Linked DNA regions of Mus musculus: all the other regions are linked to region 4. Evidence: chromatin contacts called from public Micro-C and promoter capture Hi-C data. All regions are on one chromosome and are shown on one strand. Each heading gives the region's core, a stretch centred on a gene start, on an enhancer-like site or on the middle of the called end of the contact. The rest is flanking DNA. Distances are from core to core; before and after follow the strand shown.

What was found. Promoter capture Hi-C pulls out the DNA fragments that hold promoters and counts their contacts. Hi-C and Micro-C count contacts between places; a contact is called where the count stands out from the background.
Region 1: a contact with region 4 is called in a promoter capture Hi-C map of embryonic stem cells, with 2.9 times the contacts expected there. The contact joins the enhancer-like site here to the promoter of Nmnat2 in region 4. A contact is called at or near these places in 20 of 39 promoter capture datasets (the 3T3-L1 cell line, 3T3-L1-derived adipocytes, the C10 cell line and 11 more), 1 of 484 Hi-C or Micro-C datasets (myeloid progenitors), 7 of 115 datasets of contacts at active chromatin or transcription factors (embryonic forebrain, embryonic hindbrain, embryonic stem cells and 2 more) and 1 of 9 other capture datasets (adipose tissue).
Region 2: a promoter capture Hi-C map of the HPC-7 cell line shows a contact between it and region 4, with 3 times the contacts expected there. The contact joins the enhancer-like site here to the promoter of Nmnat2 in region 4. A contact is called at or near these places in 14 of 39 promoter capture datasets (the 3T3-L1 cell line, 3T3-L1-derived adipocytes, the C10 cell line and 8 more), 2 of 484 Hi-C or Micro-C datasets (cerebral cortex and cortical neurons) and 1 of 115 datasets of contacts at active chromatin or transcription factors (embryonic stem cells).
Region 3: a Micro-C map of embryonic stem cells shows a contact between it and region 4, with 4 times the contacts expected there. The contact joins the enhancer-like site here to the promoter of Nmnat2 in region 4. A contact is called at or near these places in 3 of 39 promoter capture datasets (the 3T3-L1 cell line and hippocampal neurons) and 2 of 484 Hi-C or Micro-C datasets (embryonic stem cells and nephron progenitors).

The regions. Positions count from the first base shown.
Region 1 is chr1:153,375,426-153,378,692 of GRCm38.p6, forward strand. It overlaps Gm46246 (a long non-coding RNA gene), which reads right to left. Exons shown (of 2, transcript XR_001779877.1): 2 at 2,432-2,974. Among named protein-coding and RNA genes, the nearest start is that of Gm46246, 20 kb to the right of the region's middle. Within about 2 kb of position 1,281, at least 26 of the 459 cell types and tissues checked have an H3K27ac peak or open chromatin away from gene starts, as enhancers often do. A contact at or near this core is called in embryonic stem cells, epiblast stem cells and stem cell-derived epiblast-like cells, where this site is marked.
Region 2 is chr1:153,406,705-153,410,182 of GRCm38.p6, forward strand. It overlaps E330020D12Rik (Riken cDNA E330020D12 gene), which reads right to left. Exons shown (of 4, transcript NR_033736.1): 2 at 1,633-1,866; 3 at 898-985. Among named protein-coding and RNA genes, the nearest start is that of E330020D12Rik, 5.8 kb to the right of the region's middle. Within about 2 kb of position 1,362, at least 12 of the 459 cell types and tissues checked have an H3K27ac peak or open chromatin away from gene starts, as enhancers often do. A contact at or near this core is called in the HPC-7 cell line, where this site is marked.
Region 3 is chr1:153,213,858-153,217,239 of GRCm38.p6, forward strand. No RefSeq gene overlaps it. Among named protein-coding and RNA genes, the nearest start is that of Lamc2, 29 kb to the left of the region's middle. Within about 2 kb of position 2,039, at least 6 of the 459 cell types and tissues checked have an H3K27ac peak or open chromatin away from gene starts, as enhancers often do. A contact at or near this core is called in embryonic stem cells, where this site is marked.
Region 4 is chr1:152,953,040-152,956,622 of GRCm38.p6, forward strand. It overlaps Nmnat2 (nicotinamide nucleotide adenylyltransferase 2), which reads left to right and starts at 2,062. Exons shown (of 11, transcript NM_175460.3): 1 at 2,062-2,154. The coding sequence starts at 2,070.

The DNA of each region.
Region 1 (3,267 bases), core at 31-2,530, 420 kb after region 4:
TTTTCTTGGTTTAGAATCTAACTGAACTTCCACCAAGGGTCTCTGGTTGGGTGGGTCCAGTTTTGTGAATGAATGATTCCTTTGCCAGCAAACGATATTGCTGAACCCGGCCATTAAGAAGCCAGGAGGCATGACCTTGGGGTAGTTATCATCAGTAATCTACAGCAACTGTTAGAAGGTTTCAGTTCCTACTGTTGGGCAAAATTTTAACAAACAGACTTAAGTAAAATATTTCTGAAGTTAAAAACAAAACAAAACAAAACAACAACAGCAACCAACCAACCAAAACCCCACAGTTTTCCTTGGGAATGTTTTTAATATGTGTATACGCACACACACACACACATATATATACACACACACATACATACATATATACATATACATATATATGTATGTGTGTATGTATATATGTATGTATATGGTTGTATATTGAAAAATGTAAGCAATTCTCATGAAATTATTATGAATTCACAATTTAAAAACCAAGAACATTCATAAGTTGATATCACTTTAAGCTTTTGAAAAATGAAGAACTGAAATAATTTGTAAAACCTAAAGGGAGGCCTCCTGTGGTCTGTAAATGCTGACTTCCAGAAGTTAAACAAGTTAGAGGCCAACCTGACCTACTTGTGAAAGAGAGAGAAAGAAAGAAAGAAAGAAAGAAAGAAAGAAAGAAAGGAAGGAAGGAAGGAAGGAAGGAAGGAAGGAAGGAAGGAAGGAAGAAAGAAAGAAAGAAAGAAAGAAAGAAAGAAAGAAAGAAAGAAAGAAAGAAAGAAAGAAAGAAAGAAAGAAAGAAAGAAAGAAAGAAGAGGGGAGGGGAGGGGAGGGGAGGGGAGGGGAGGGGAGGGGAGGGGAGGGGAGGGGAGGGGAGGGGAGGGGAGGGGAGGGGAGGGGAGGAAGCAAGCAACTCAATCACAGCTGTTGGAGCAGGATTTAACTGATCTTGTATTTTCACAGCTGGACGGCTGTGATTCTATTCTTTCTTTCAAACACCCCACCCCATTAGTTACTGTAACTGCAGTGAAGGCAGAACAAGTTTGTCTGACCTCAGTGTGCTCCGAAGCCAGGGAGCCCTTAAAATCCAAAAGACACTCTAAAATGAGAGAAGTAATATTTGTTTCTTCCTCCAAACGGAGACCCCACCCCTCTCCACCCCCAGCTTTAAATTCAAAGGGTTGATGGTAAGTCAGCTGAGGGAGACTCTAGCCCACACCTGTGAACACCACTGCTCCCCTCACTGTCCCATTGTGTTTACTTGTGAGAAGGAATCTCCCAAAAGCAAAAAGCGAAAAGCGTTCACTCCACTTCGAGCTTTTGTTCACAGAGGTATCACACTGAGCGGGAATGTGGGTGGGGTTTGAATTTGTAAAAAGCCTGATTAAATTTATCTAAAATAATCCTATCCTATCTTATTGGGTCCTGAATTCAACCCAGTCCATTCGTAAGCAAGATTCTTAGACAAACCCACTCACTGTTTAAAATCCCTTGTGTTGCAAATTAAACAGAGACCATAAACCAGCCCAGTCCTGGCTTGTGTCATCTCTGATTCAATCTGCTATCAGTTAGATATTGGAGGAGGATTCCTGCTGCTTTGCTGGGTCTGTCAATTTTTAATAAAAGGCCTGAATTGCTCTGAGTGTCTCGGAATCTTCTGTTTCTCTTTTAGTGATAAGCAAAACACGTCTGTTGAATGCCTAGGATTCTAACACTGATAGAGAGACAGCCTTTACCCCAATACTCTTCTGAGATTACGTCATAGTGACAAGGGCCCGAATAGTCTCCAAGGACTGAGGTATGGGTGGGGAGCCCTTAAAAGCAAATTCACTTCAATGTTGAGTTTAACCATTTTTATGATATATTTTTTTTGAGACAGTGTCTACTCTCTAGAGTAGACCAGGCTAGCCTTGAAACTGCAGTGATCCCCCTGCCTCAACCTAAGTTTTGAGATTACAAGTATGTGCCCCTAATATCCAGTATGATAACATACATACATACATACATTTATTTATTTATTTATTTATCTATTTATCTATCTATCTATCTATTTATTTATTTATTTATTTATTTATTTATTTATTTATAATGGGCTGGGGATTTACCTTAGTTGGTAGGACACTTTACAGGCACATGCAAAGCTCTAGGCTTGACCCCCCCCCCCATTACTGAATTTTTAAAAAACTAGCAGTGGTGACACATGCCTGCAGCCTCAGAACTCAGGAGGCAGGGACAGGGGCTCAAGATCACCTTCAACTATATAGAAAATTCAAGACCAGCCTGGGCTACCTCACCTATATTGACCACCCTCATTCCATCCTCTAAAAAATAAAAATAAAAAAAAATAATATAGCGTACCCAAGAAATACAAACGAAGTAAGAGAAGCTGGCAAATGTCTCCCAATGACAATAATAAAAGATGCAATGAAACATCTCAAAGAAAAATGCCATTTTACTCTGTGGCTGTAATTCTCTCCATAGAACTGACCCTCATTTAAGCAGTTTATTCAAATTGTTAGACGGATACTCATAGCTGGCAATCATGGCTCAATAAACCATAAGAGACCAAGCAGAATGCAGGAAGTCTCACACAGTTACTGTAAGGACTGACTTCAGGTCACACTGGACAACACTGAAAACCATAATGCTGGCCTGAGGAGGAACCTCTGCTCTGTTGCCTAGCAGCTAGGTGACTTAGCCGCATCCTTGCTGCCTGCTAGCCTCAGAGCTGATTCCCAGATAAGGACTCAGTCTGAGGATTCCATCTTGTCTTCTCTGTTTCTTCCATGTTTGCAGCACAGATGTCTTCAACAGAGAGGACTTCCTTCCGAAGGTGCCTCCTGAAACAAGGCCTCACATGTCTGCGTCTTTGGCTGCCAAGGACCTCAGGGAACTGTGGCTTTTTATGTTGGAGACGTTTATGTCGAAGAAGCAGACCTCGTAAGACCAGAGATTTCCCAGAAATAGCATAGATGTCCTGTGGTATATACAACATGCAGACCGATTACTTACAAGTAGCTAAAATAAACCTATCTTTGTAGACTAGTGATCTCACGTATTTGTTACAAGGACAACTGACTAACATAGTAACCGTCTCACACCTGTAACATTCTGGCTTTTTGGTCTCATGTAGCTGAGACTGGCCTCAAATTCCTAATCCTCCTGCCTCCACCTCCTGGGTGCTGGAATTACCACCATACCTTGCTTACATCTCTTTAAATAATCTACCAACTTCTGAAGGAAATTTGCTGTGTAGCAAACTGGGAAGAT
Region 2 (3,478 bases), core at 112-2,611, 450 kb after region 4:
CTGTTGTTGTGCAAAGCGACCTTGACCAAGCAGCATAATCCTATCCTATGCTGGATTTCCTGCAGCAGTGTTAGCTGCTGCCTGTTCATTTGCAAATTCAATAAGGAAGGCTTTCCTATCTAAATACTGCCCAGGTGAAAGGCATGCCTTCACCAAGACTGCCCAATCGGACAGAGTCATGCAGTGTCTATTCAAGGCCTCTACTTGAGCCACAGTATAGGAGGCAGTTAGGCCATTAGTCCGCATGGATTCAGCCAAATTCCTGATTACTTTGAAATCTAGAGGCTCATGATATCTCTGTCCTGCTTGGCCGGTGAAAATAGGACATCCCAGCAAGGAGAATCTAACCTCTCTCCAAACCTCTGCTAATAGGCAGCTGCCGAGGAGGTATAGGGAGGGGGCATAGAAGCTAATTCGCCTCCCTCCTCTGCCTCGGCTCTTTTGTTTTGTCCTTTCTGTCCACCTGATAACACTGTGTCTCCTTTCTTTTTCTTTTTCTTTTTAAGCCCTTCTCCTCTTCTGACATACTCTCTTGTTGCTCTGTAAGGATTTTCTGACCTGTCTTGACTGCCTGACAATTCAAACAGTAACAGAGTCCATATATCAGAACAAACAAGACCAAAACTACCAGACCTACGCACAAAGGGTCAATAGGAGAAAAAAGCATAACTCACGAACCTTAACTTGTCCCATTTACCCGGGAACCTTATCGTCTCAACCCTTCCTTTCCCTTTCCCTTTCCCCTTTCCCCTTTCCCCTTTCCCCTTTCCCCTTTCCTTTCCCCTTTCCTTTCCTCTTTTCTTTCTCGCCCCTTTCACCCTTTTTCTACCCACACTGGGTCTATGGGCGAGAAAAACATATCCCCCTTAAACCCGGGGATCAATTTGGGAGACTTACCGGTACCACCGTTCCTCAGCTGAAGAGTTCTGAATCCACAAGGTCGTTGTCCTTGGGCCCTGTACAGGCCACCAGATGTTGCGCCCACCTTGGCCAGCAAGGAAGACACAACACGGTCGGGTTCTTCTCAACAGCCTTTATTGCAGGAATGCCTCAATGCTGCTACGGGGAGCATTGCCTCAACACACCCCGGGCACCCAGGGAGGTCTGCTTATATACTCTCAGCCCCCAACCACTCACAGTACGCCATATCATCTCACCAGGCACGCAGCTTCAGCCAATCAGGGCGGCAGGGGCATGTCTCCACCAAATATGGACTTGTTTACACTGCCAGCATCGTGCTACACCTGCACAGCTCTCACGATGGTCATGGCTTATTTTCAGGTGTATGAGGAAGTCAGGTGCAAGTCATAAGACTTAGCTGCAGTCCCAGGTGCCATCTTGTGACTGCTGCCACACCCGCTCCTCACAGTCTTTTAAATAATATCTTTAGTGTCTCTCTCCTCAGCAAGAACTCAGCTCAGAGACTCTGTGTGCCCTGATAACTCACCAGCAGTAGCTTGCATACAGAGCAGATACTTAAACTTTCTCTGTAAACCACCCTAACTGCCTCCCTTCTCTGTAGAACAAGCCTGCTCCCTCTGGGATCTCTCTGTTCCCATTCATTCTGACCCCACCATGTTGCCTAAAGCCATGCTAAAAATCACAACTAGGGCCCCGAATGGTAGTGCTCACCTTTGATCCCAGCACATGGAAGACAAGAGGCAGGTCTGATGTACACAGCTGCACTATATAGCAAGATCCTGTCTGGAGCCCAGGAGTCACCATGGGGATAACAGGATGGCAAATCTTCCAGGTCCTTGTTTCCTCCCAGGTGCCTTCCCCTAGTTGCAGACCTGGTTCTGTCACCCAGGAGCCAGTCCTGTACCTTGGTGTGTATGTCAAGGGACTCTGCTTTGCTCCTCAACCCTAGTTCCTCCAAAGATAAAAAGGAAGTGTTACAGAAACGCGTTCTGAGTGGATCTCTGACATCTGACCTGGGAAATGCTTACCTATCTTGCGTTTTGCTTTAAGACAGCTGTCATTCGGTGTCAGTGTCCATGGTCGCACACGCCTTTAATCCCAGCACTCCAGAGGCAGAGGCAGGTGAATTTCTGAGTTTGAGGCCAGCCTGGTCTACAAAATAGACTCCAGGACACCCATAGCTATACAGAGAAACCCTGTCTCAAAAGATGCAGAAGAGCTGTGTGCTCAGTGACCTCAGATTTGAAAGATTACAAGCCTAGGTTTGGTTTCACGATGAGCCAGAAGGAAGTTTTGACCAGAAGTCTTTTTCTGATAAAAAAATGGAGTGTAACTGTTACATAAAATCTTAAGAAATTTTTTCATCATGAGTCAACCTGTAGAGTCAATGCAGAAGTGCCCACCCTGCAGATGCTCTAACCCCCCCCCCAAACAACAATAGCACAAAACAGACTCACTGAGCTACAGGATTTAGTAGCTGCACACTGACTGAAAGCCTATAGCGTGACAGCCCTGTGCTGAGAAGGTCTTAGCTGAAATACAGGTGAGCAGTGTCAGAGAGGGAACAACCTAGTACGAAGGACAAATACCCTTTGCAGCACAGAAGTTGTAAACCCCCCCTTTCTACAATAATAATAATAATTCCCAGTTACATAATTTTCTCACCAGTTAGACACTAAATATCATGGAAAGGGATTGTGAGGAAGAAGAAAGCCATGGAGAAGTGATGGACTACTGTTCCAAAGGTCAAACTTCAACTCGAAGAAGAAAAATCCATAACAAAGCATCGTGCAGATTGGGACTTGGGGATGTCATAGTATAGGAAACTGTAGTACTCAGGAAACAGTAGGGACCTGAACTCTTGAATTCACTTTTGAACAAACAGAGGAAGAGCCCAGCTCAGGCGGTGATGAGGCGATGGAATGTGGGAGAGGATGGGAACAGTCTAAGTGTTGTGGATGCAGAGAATCTGAGTAATATACCTACGTATTCCTCCTTAGGACAAAGATGCATAGACTAGGAATGTAGGGAAATTGGTCCTTGATGGACCGGGTTATGCCAGCCCCAAGAGACTTGATTGCTAAAGTGGTAAAGGTTAAAAGAAAAAAGATTAAGCTGTACTTAGTAGGGGAGACGTTACTACTGCCAGAGTATTCAGTATACACTTCTTCCCTACGAGGATGGGAATGGTATATTAAGCTTCAAAATTACTGACCCGCCCACCAGCTGGATGTGGCCAATAAAACGTCAAGGCCCACAGTGATTGGCAGTAGCCTGTGAGAACTGGGAATCAGACTTTAGAAACTAGCATGGCAGGCTGGGGCATGGTGCTTGGATTTAGACCTGAGCCTAACAACAAGTCCATCACAGTTGAAGGGACTGCAGTGGCTCTAGGGAGCAGTGCAACCCCAGGATGTGGACGCTGAATGTTTCATAGTAAATATGAAATATAAAAGGATAGATGGAGTAGTGTCTCCCCTAAACTGCTAACCAAATATTTCTCTTTTGATGAAGCAATTTATAGAAGCAACTGGATCATTTCTTAGTATATTGGACT
Region 3 (3,382 bases), core at 789-3,288, 260 kb after region 4:
GAGAGACAACCTTGAGAGAGGGGTGGCACTGGAGGGTGAGCAGGTTCAGAGTAACAATCATGCCTTGCTACCTTTAGAAGAGGAATCCATGTGACTGAGGATCATTCACATGGGTAGGATAGGGGCTTGGAGAGGGATTATTGGTCAGAAGCAGGAGAGACCGTGCAGAACGCTGGGCTCTCTCCACACTCCCTTCTCCGGCTCACCTTATGGATGTGGCATCGAGAAAATGACCACCAAGGCACAATTTTTACTTATTTATTTTTATGTTATGTTTAGATTGTTTTGTTGTTTTGCCTGCACGTATGTTTGTGTGTGTATACTATGCGCATGCCTGGTGGCAGCAGAGGTCAGGAGAAGGTGTCAGATCCTCTGGAACAGGAATTATAGCGGACTGGGAGCTACCTACCATGTGGGTGCTGGCAATTGAACCCCCCCCCCCCATTCTCTGCAAGTGCAACCCGTGCTCTTAACCACCAAGGCGCTGTCTCTCCAGCCCCATGAAGGCACTTTCTAAAACATCAAGCTATCCTGGCAGTGCCAACCCTCCCAGGATCCTCCTGTAGATTCTTAGAGCTCCCATCTGGCACCTGGTGACAACGTTCACCCCTTGGGCCAAGCCTGATGGTCTAGGACAGTCCGCTGAGACAGCACTGTACAGATTGTAGCAAGGAGGGCATCAGGTCTTCACATATTCTCTGAGCGCGCTGAACGTGTAATCATGGAAATCATAGCCTCTTGAGGTTTTGCCTTCCGTGCTGGCTCAGCAGCCCAGAAGCTTGTAATCTGCCATCGGACAGCCCATCTCTCAGACAGTCCTGTTCAAGCTGAGCTTGTGCTTACTCGGCACTAACCTCACACAGAGACCATTGTCAGGAGGAAAGAGGCAATCCATGGACAGTCTGGGGGCAACTGGCAGAGAAGAGGTTAAGGAGAATGAGACAGCTATCTTAGAAGAGACTGAGTACCCAGGATGGCTCTGGAAAGCTTTACCACGACCAAAAACAACAAAGCAAATCGGAGAGTTGCGCTGAGTTACTGAAATGGTGGAGGATCTCAGAGTGGTGGTAGACAACATAGGGTGGGTCCCAGTGGCACCAGCTGAAAAGTACAAAATTGGCTTTTGTTGCTTGCATTGTGGGAAGACAGAAAGATGGCCATCAAAGGTAGAACCAGGCATCTTCGTGGAGCATCATTTAAGTTCATTTGGACATCCTCATGGGAAGTGACACAATAGGTTACATTTTTTAAAATTAAAATTACATCTATTTATGTATGTGTCTGTGTGTGGGGTGCATGTGTACAGAGGTAGAAAAGGATTTACAAAGATCCGTTCTCTCCTGATACCGTTGTGGGTCCCAGGGGTGGAACTCAGGATGCCAGACCTAACACTGCTAAGCACACACCAGCCCCAACGAACCTTCCTTTTTATTTTTATTTGTTTGTCTTTGATACAGGGTCTCACTGTGTATCCCTGGCCAGCCTAGAACTCCCTGTAGAGGCTAGGGTGACTTAGGATTTACAGTGTTCTGCCTGCCTTCCAAATTCTAGGATTAAAGGCATGCACTTGGCAAGGTTACATACATACATAAGAGCCTGTTGCCAAACTTTTAACAGATACAAACTACTCTGAGTTATACCTTTATGGCCTGTATTCATTCTAAGGCTTAGGAGAACACAACTAATCAGTTAAAATTTTACTGAAAATCATTCCCAAGAGTTAGGGGATCGGATCAGGCTACCGGAGGGACTCTGGCTACAATCCACAGATGTGAAGGGATGGATGTGGGTCTATGTCATCGTGTGCTGTGCCATTTGGTTCCCGTGGTTTTGTTTATCTCCTTTCAAATAAGAGTCAGTCTATGCTCACTCAGGTAGGGCTGTGGGTGCAGAATGTGGGTGGAGGGAGGGGAGAAAAGCTAGCAGTTGCAAGATGAGGCAAACAGTCACTTCCCTGCCGCTGAGAAGACCTCAGTAACTGCTGCCTTCCAGCCTAAGGGCCTCCCTGCAGGTGGAAATGACTTGACAGACAATCAAGGGATGCTTGAATGATGAACGCATGCTGAGGGCGGGCATGCTAACAGCCAGGCAGGCCCATAATGCTAGACTCAGGATGGACCAGACGGTTCCAACAGAGTAGGTGACTCCTTGACATCAGGCTCCACTGTCCTGAGGGAAGGGAAGAAGGAACTTCTGACAGAGAGGAGTTAAAGCAAAGACAAAGCCAAGTACCAAGTTTCTTGGGTTTGAACTTCCAATCCACGCATCCTTTGACTTTTGATTGCACTTTTGCTATCTGGCTTTCCTTTCAGAAGGATGCGTTTCACTTTTGCTTCGGTGACCTCAAGTCTTTTTTTTTTTTTTCCTTTTTTTATTAGGTATTTAGCTCATTTACATTTCCAATGCTATACCAAAAGTCCCCCATACCCACCCACCCCCACTCCCCTACCCACTCACTCCCCCTTTTTGGCCCTGGCGTTCCCCTGTACTGGGGCATATAAAGTTTGCATGTCCAATGGGCCTCTCTTGCCAGTGATGGCCGACTAGGCCATCTTTTGATACATATGCAGCTAGAGTCAAGAGCTCCGGGGTACTGGTTAGTTCATAATGTTGTTCCACCTATAGGGTTGCAGATCCCTTTAGCTCCTTGGGTACTTTCTCTAGCTTGTGGAACGTATACTTGTTCAGAACTAGTGCTGCCTCTGAGATAAATTGAGGTTTGGTCTGCTGCTATGTATTGTAATGCTAAATTCTGTACCAGAAGGTCTAGGCCCACCAGTGAATTCTTACTTTTACAAGCTTTTGTTGTGCAATCCACGTTCTTTGATTTAAAACTAATGGTTAAATAAAATTGGTTACAGCCGGTTCCTGGGGGAATTAAGGTGGGTGGGTTTTGAGTTACCTGTTGGATAAGAGAGACCAGGAGGAGGAGGAAAAAACAAGAGGAGAGGAGGAAGCGACATGAGGGGAGATGGACTGTGAGCACATGGCCAGGAGAAACAGCAAGTATCTAGGATACACTGCTGGGGAGGCAGCCAGGCCAGCAGTGAAAAGAGTAGATTAGGGGTGACATTCCCCTCCCCCCAGTAACTGTCAAAGCCAAATCAAATAACCATAGCCTGAGTCTCATTTATTTGTAAGCTAGTCAGGGTTAAGTTTAAATTGGATGAGCTACTTAGTAGAACTGCACCCCACCCCCAATACTGCTTATTGATTTAAAAAGTACCCGTAAAGACTCTAAAAAATTGTGTTTATCTGTGAGTGTGTGTGCCTGTGCAACTGCGCCTGTCAGTGACATTGCTCCTTGAGTCAGAAGGGGGTGGTGGACCCTTCGGAGCTGGAGTTAGAGACATTTGTGAGCTGCCCAATGAAGGTGTTCACA
Region 4 (3,583 bases), core at 812-3,311:
CCCGCCCATTTGCATCTTGTGTTAGAGAAGACACAAACTTCTGTATGAATTACACTGGCTCTTAAGACTCTTATATTGAAACCAGAAACTTTGGGGTCAGTACTTTGGCTTATCAGGTAAAGCAGATGTCACCAAGGCTGATGGTCTGAGTTCTATCCCAGGGACCCACACTTAAAGAGGAGAGAAATGACAGCTGCAGGTTGTCCTCTGAGCTCTGTGGTAGTGCTGTAATATTTGTGTGTGTGTGTGTGTGTGTGTGTGTGTGCGCGCGCGCACATGCATGCTTACGTGCACACACACAAAGTAATAAACTAGAAACTAGAAAACTAGAAAATCTCTCCACAGTAGGAATTGATTTACTATTCAGCAAAAATTAAGAAATATGAACCGCATGCCTGCCAGAAACTCTTAGATAAGAAGTAAGGAGCAGTGCTAATGCGGTGGCTGAACAGGCAAAGGTACTCACTACCAAGGCCGATGGCCTGGGTTCAACACCCAGTTCCCACAATGCAGAAGGAGAGAGCTGACTCTTGCAAGGAACTGTTCGTCCAAGAAGGCAATACTTGTGCTTCTGAATCAGGAATCTAATTACTGGTTCTGTAATGCATCCAAAGAGAACAGTTGTCCGGTCTTCAAACCTTTCCTTTCCCCCTATTCATTTTTCAGAGTCTTAGCCCATTCATTTACTAAACTCAAATTTTAAGGCGTTTCCCCAAACGTCTCTATATCCCATCCATCCGCAAAGACTAAAAGCTACAAAATCTATGGTATCTATCCTGCCCTGCCTCATCTCCCTGCTGCTGACTCTCTATACCCAGCAGTCCCAGGACAGGACCACCTGCCCAAGGCTGCCAACTTTCTCCTAATTCTTATTTTCCTCTTGGTTCTTTTCCTCCCAACACTCAGAGATCTCATAAAAATGTCAATTACATGGTACTCTCTGTCTAACGATTTCAATGGCCTCCTTTTGTTATTCCACTGTAAGTCAGTGACTCATAAGAACTTCCTGTCCATTATCCTAAACCCATATGATGACTGGGTGCACATTTCTCTACTACTGTTTGCCCACCTGTCCAGGACTTTTGGTTATATGGCCCTCCTTTCATGTTCACAAGCACTGGAAGCCTGTCTCCGGGTCTCTGTACCAACAACTTCTTGTCTAAATAGGCCTGCCTTAAATGTCGTCTAAGCCAGAGAGGCTTTCTCAGACTCCGTCCAATCTGCTCTGTCAGACAGTGAGTTAATTCAGTTATCATTCGGGGTCCACAGCAGCATCCAATAGAGAGTGAGCATCAAGAAGTAAGCATAGAGTGGTGACTGACTCAACTTGGACAGCTGATGTAGGAATTTCGTAATACTTAGCCTTACTAATTTCCCATTCATATCTGCCCAAACCCATAATTCAACCCACACAAAGGACCAACATTAGCAGAAGGGCTTTCTTAGTAGCCACAGGTCAAGATTTGGATTCCAGTCAATAGTTTAGAATCACTAAATAAGGGAGGAGAACAAAACAAAACAAAAAATCCGAAATGAACACTATTGAAAAGAAAACCTATCATTTGTCACTTTAAATATTAAAGCTCATGAAAAAGAAAATTCATAAAATCAAACATTTTTGAAGTCGGATATGTTAGGGAATGTAGACAGGGAGAGAAAAAGTGAGTCAGGAAAACGAAATTTGACACAGAGAGAACATAGCCAGCAACCACGCTGTAAGGATGCCAGGGTACCACTCCTTTCCTTGTAGATAAAGTAAGATGCAGTGAGGTGGGGTGGAGAGGGTAGAAACAATAGGGTCAGGAACCAAGACCAGTGACGCAAAAGAAGCTAGAGAGGAAGTAGGACTAAGCAGAGCCAAAGGGAGAGCAATACAAAAGCAGCCTTGGATCGAGCCGGAGTGGCAAGCGTTAAAGGGAGGCGGGGAGTGACGCGGTTTGCGTCTAGAGCGGCTCCTTGGAGTCCACAGCATCCACCGCCGGAGCCTCGCCTTCCTTTCTCCGTCTGCAGACATATCGAGACACAAAAAGAGGCAACCCCTGGATCAGTGCGAGAGACCTCATCCCATCATGACCGAGACCACAAAGACCCACGTTATCCTGCTGGCCTGCGGCAGCTTCAATCCCATCACTAAAGGGCACATTCAGATGTTCGGTGAGTCCTCCCGCCCACCCCGGAGGCTGCTTCCGCTGCTCTACTCTCGCCAATATCAGGGCTTTCCAAGGCGATTGAGCAGGAAGGCGTGCGCCCCTCCGGAGGGGTGCGCCGGCTGATCAGGCTGGTGCCAGGTCAGCCCCAACTATCCCCGCTAGCACGAGCCGACGCAAACTGCGTTTTTTCCAGGCTTCTCTAGCGTGGGGCCAGATCGCCTCGCCGAGGGCCAGGGATGGGGGAGGTGCGGGGCTGGGGGGTGAGTGTCCTCTGGGGTGGGGTGGGGGCGCCTGGTTAGAGCCCTGGAGTGCGGTGGTTTGAGTACTTGGCGGGCAAGGGTGGGGATAGGGGCAGAGGTTGGGGTGCGAAGAAGGAAGGAGAAGGGCTGAAGATAACGTGCTGTTTGTTTAGGATGGGCAGAAAGCTCGAAGGAGTTAAATGTGCCTCGGAGACACAAACACTCGCACACGACACACCAGTGGCAGGGACTGGGGCTTCAAGGAGACTAATACTGGGCTTGGCTGGCGGTTCCAGGAGGCTCAACGGACAATGTTTGGAGATTGTAGCTTTGGTGGCCCAGAGCGGTGGATGTTGGCTAATGGAGAGGGAAGGGTACCACTGCCCCGCCGAGGTTTGGCTCCGGCTGCCTTGGAAAGGGGAGGGGGCGGGGCGACTGCTTCGGGAGGTGGTCCACGAGCCGGCGAGATGGATCCCGGCCCAAGTTGGCCAAGGTTCTGCCCAAGGCGGCGATGACAACCGGCATCCTTGCGGTGTGAGTGTGAAGATGGATATTTGAATGTGCGTGAGAGCTCGTGTGTGGGGTAGGGACGTGTCTTCACGAGTTTGTTTTTTGAGGTTCGGGACGTACAGTGAGAGGGGGAAAGCTCAGGCGTCTCGGGTGCGTGCATAAAGGTCCAGCAGAGAGGCAGGAAAGAGGTAATTGTCCACGCAGGTTGAAATTTCTCGCCGCCGGTGCGGAAGCCACGCCGCTCGAAGGCTACTGCTTTAGGACCCAAAGGCGCAGGGTGTGTGCGCGTTTAGACCCCTGAGAGGGGGACGCGGGGTCACTTTAAAAGCAGAAATTGAGAAGTTATAAGTTGGGGTGATTTTTCTTTTCCCCTGGGACTCAAGGAAATGAGTAAGGGAGAGCCAGGGCTCTGGGGATGGGAGAAGGGCAGGGTGAGAGTCCCTGACCCGGCCCTGCGGTGAGGCGCTCTCCACAGGCGGTGGTGCTGAAACGCAGAGCGCTGCTACTGGCTGCGGGCACACGTGTTTGCCCAGGTCTGGAGGACTGCCAGAGCTTTCCTAGGCTGTTTAATGAAAGCCACAGCATATCCGTGAAGACCACCCCAAATGCATAAGCCAAAACTCTTTCCTCTAACCCTAAAAGATTATTCTGCACTGGGCCTTACGGCTAACAGGACAACATTAT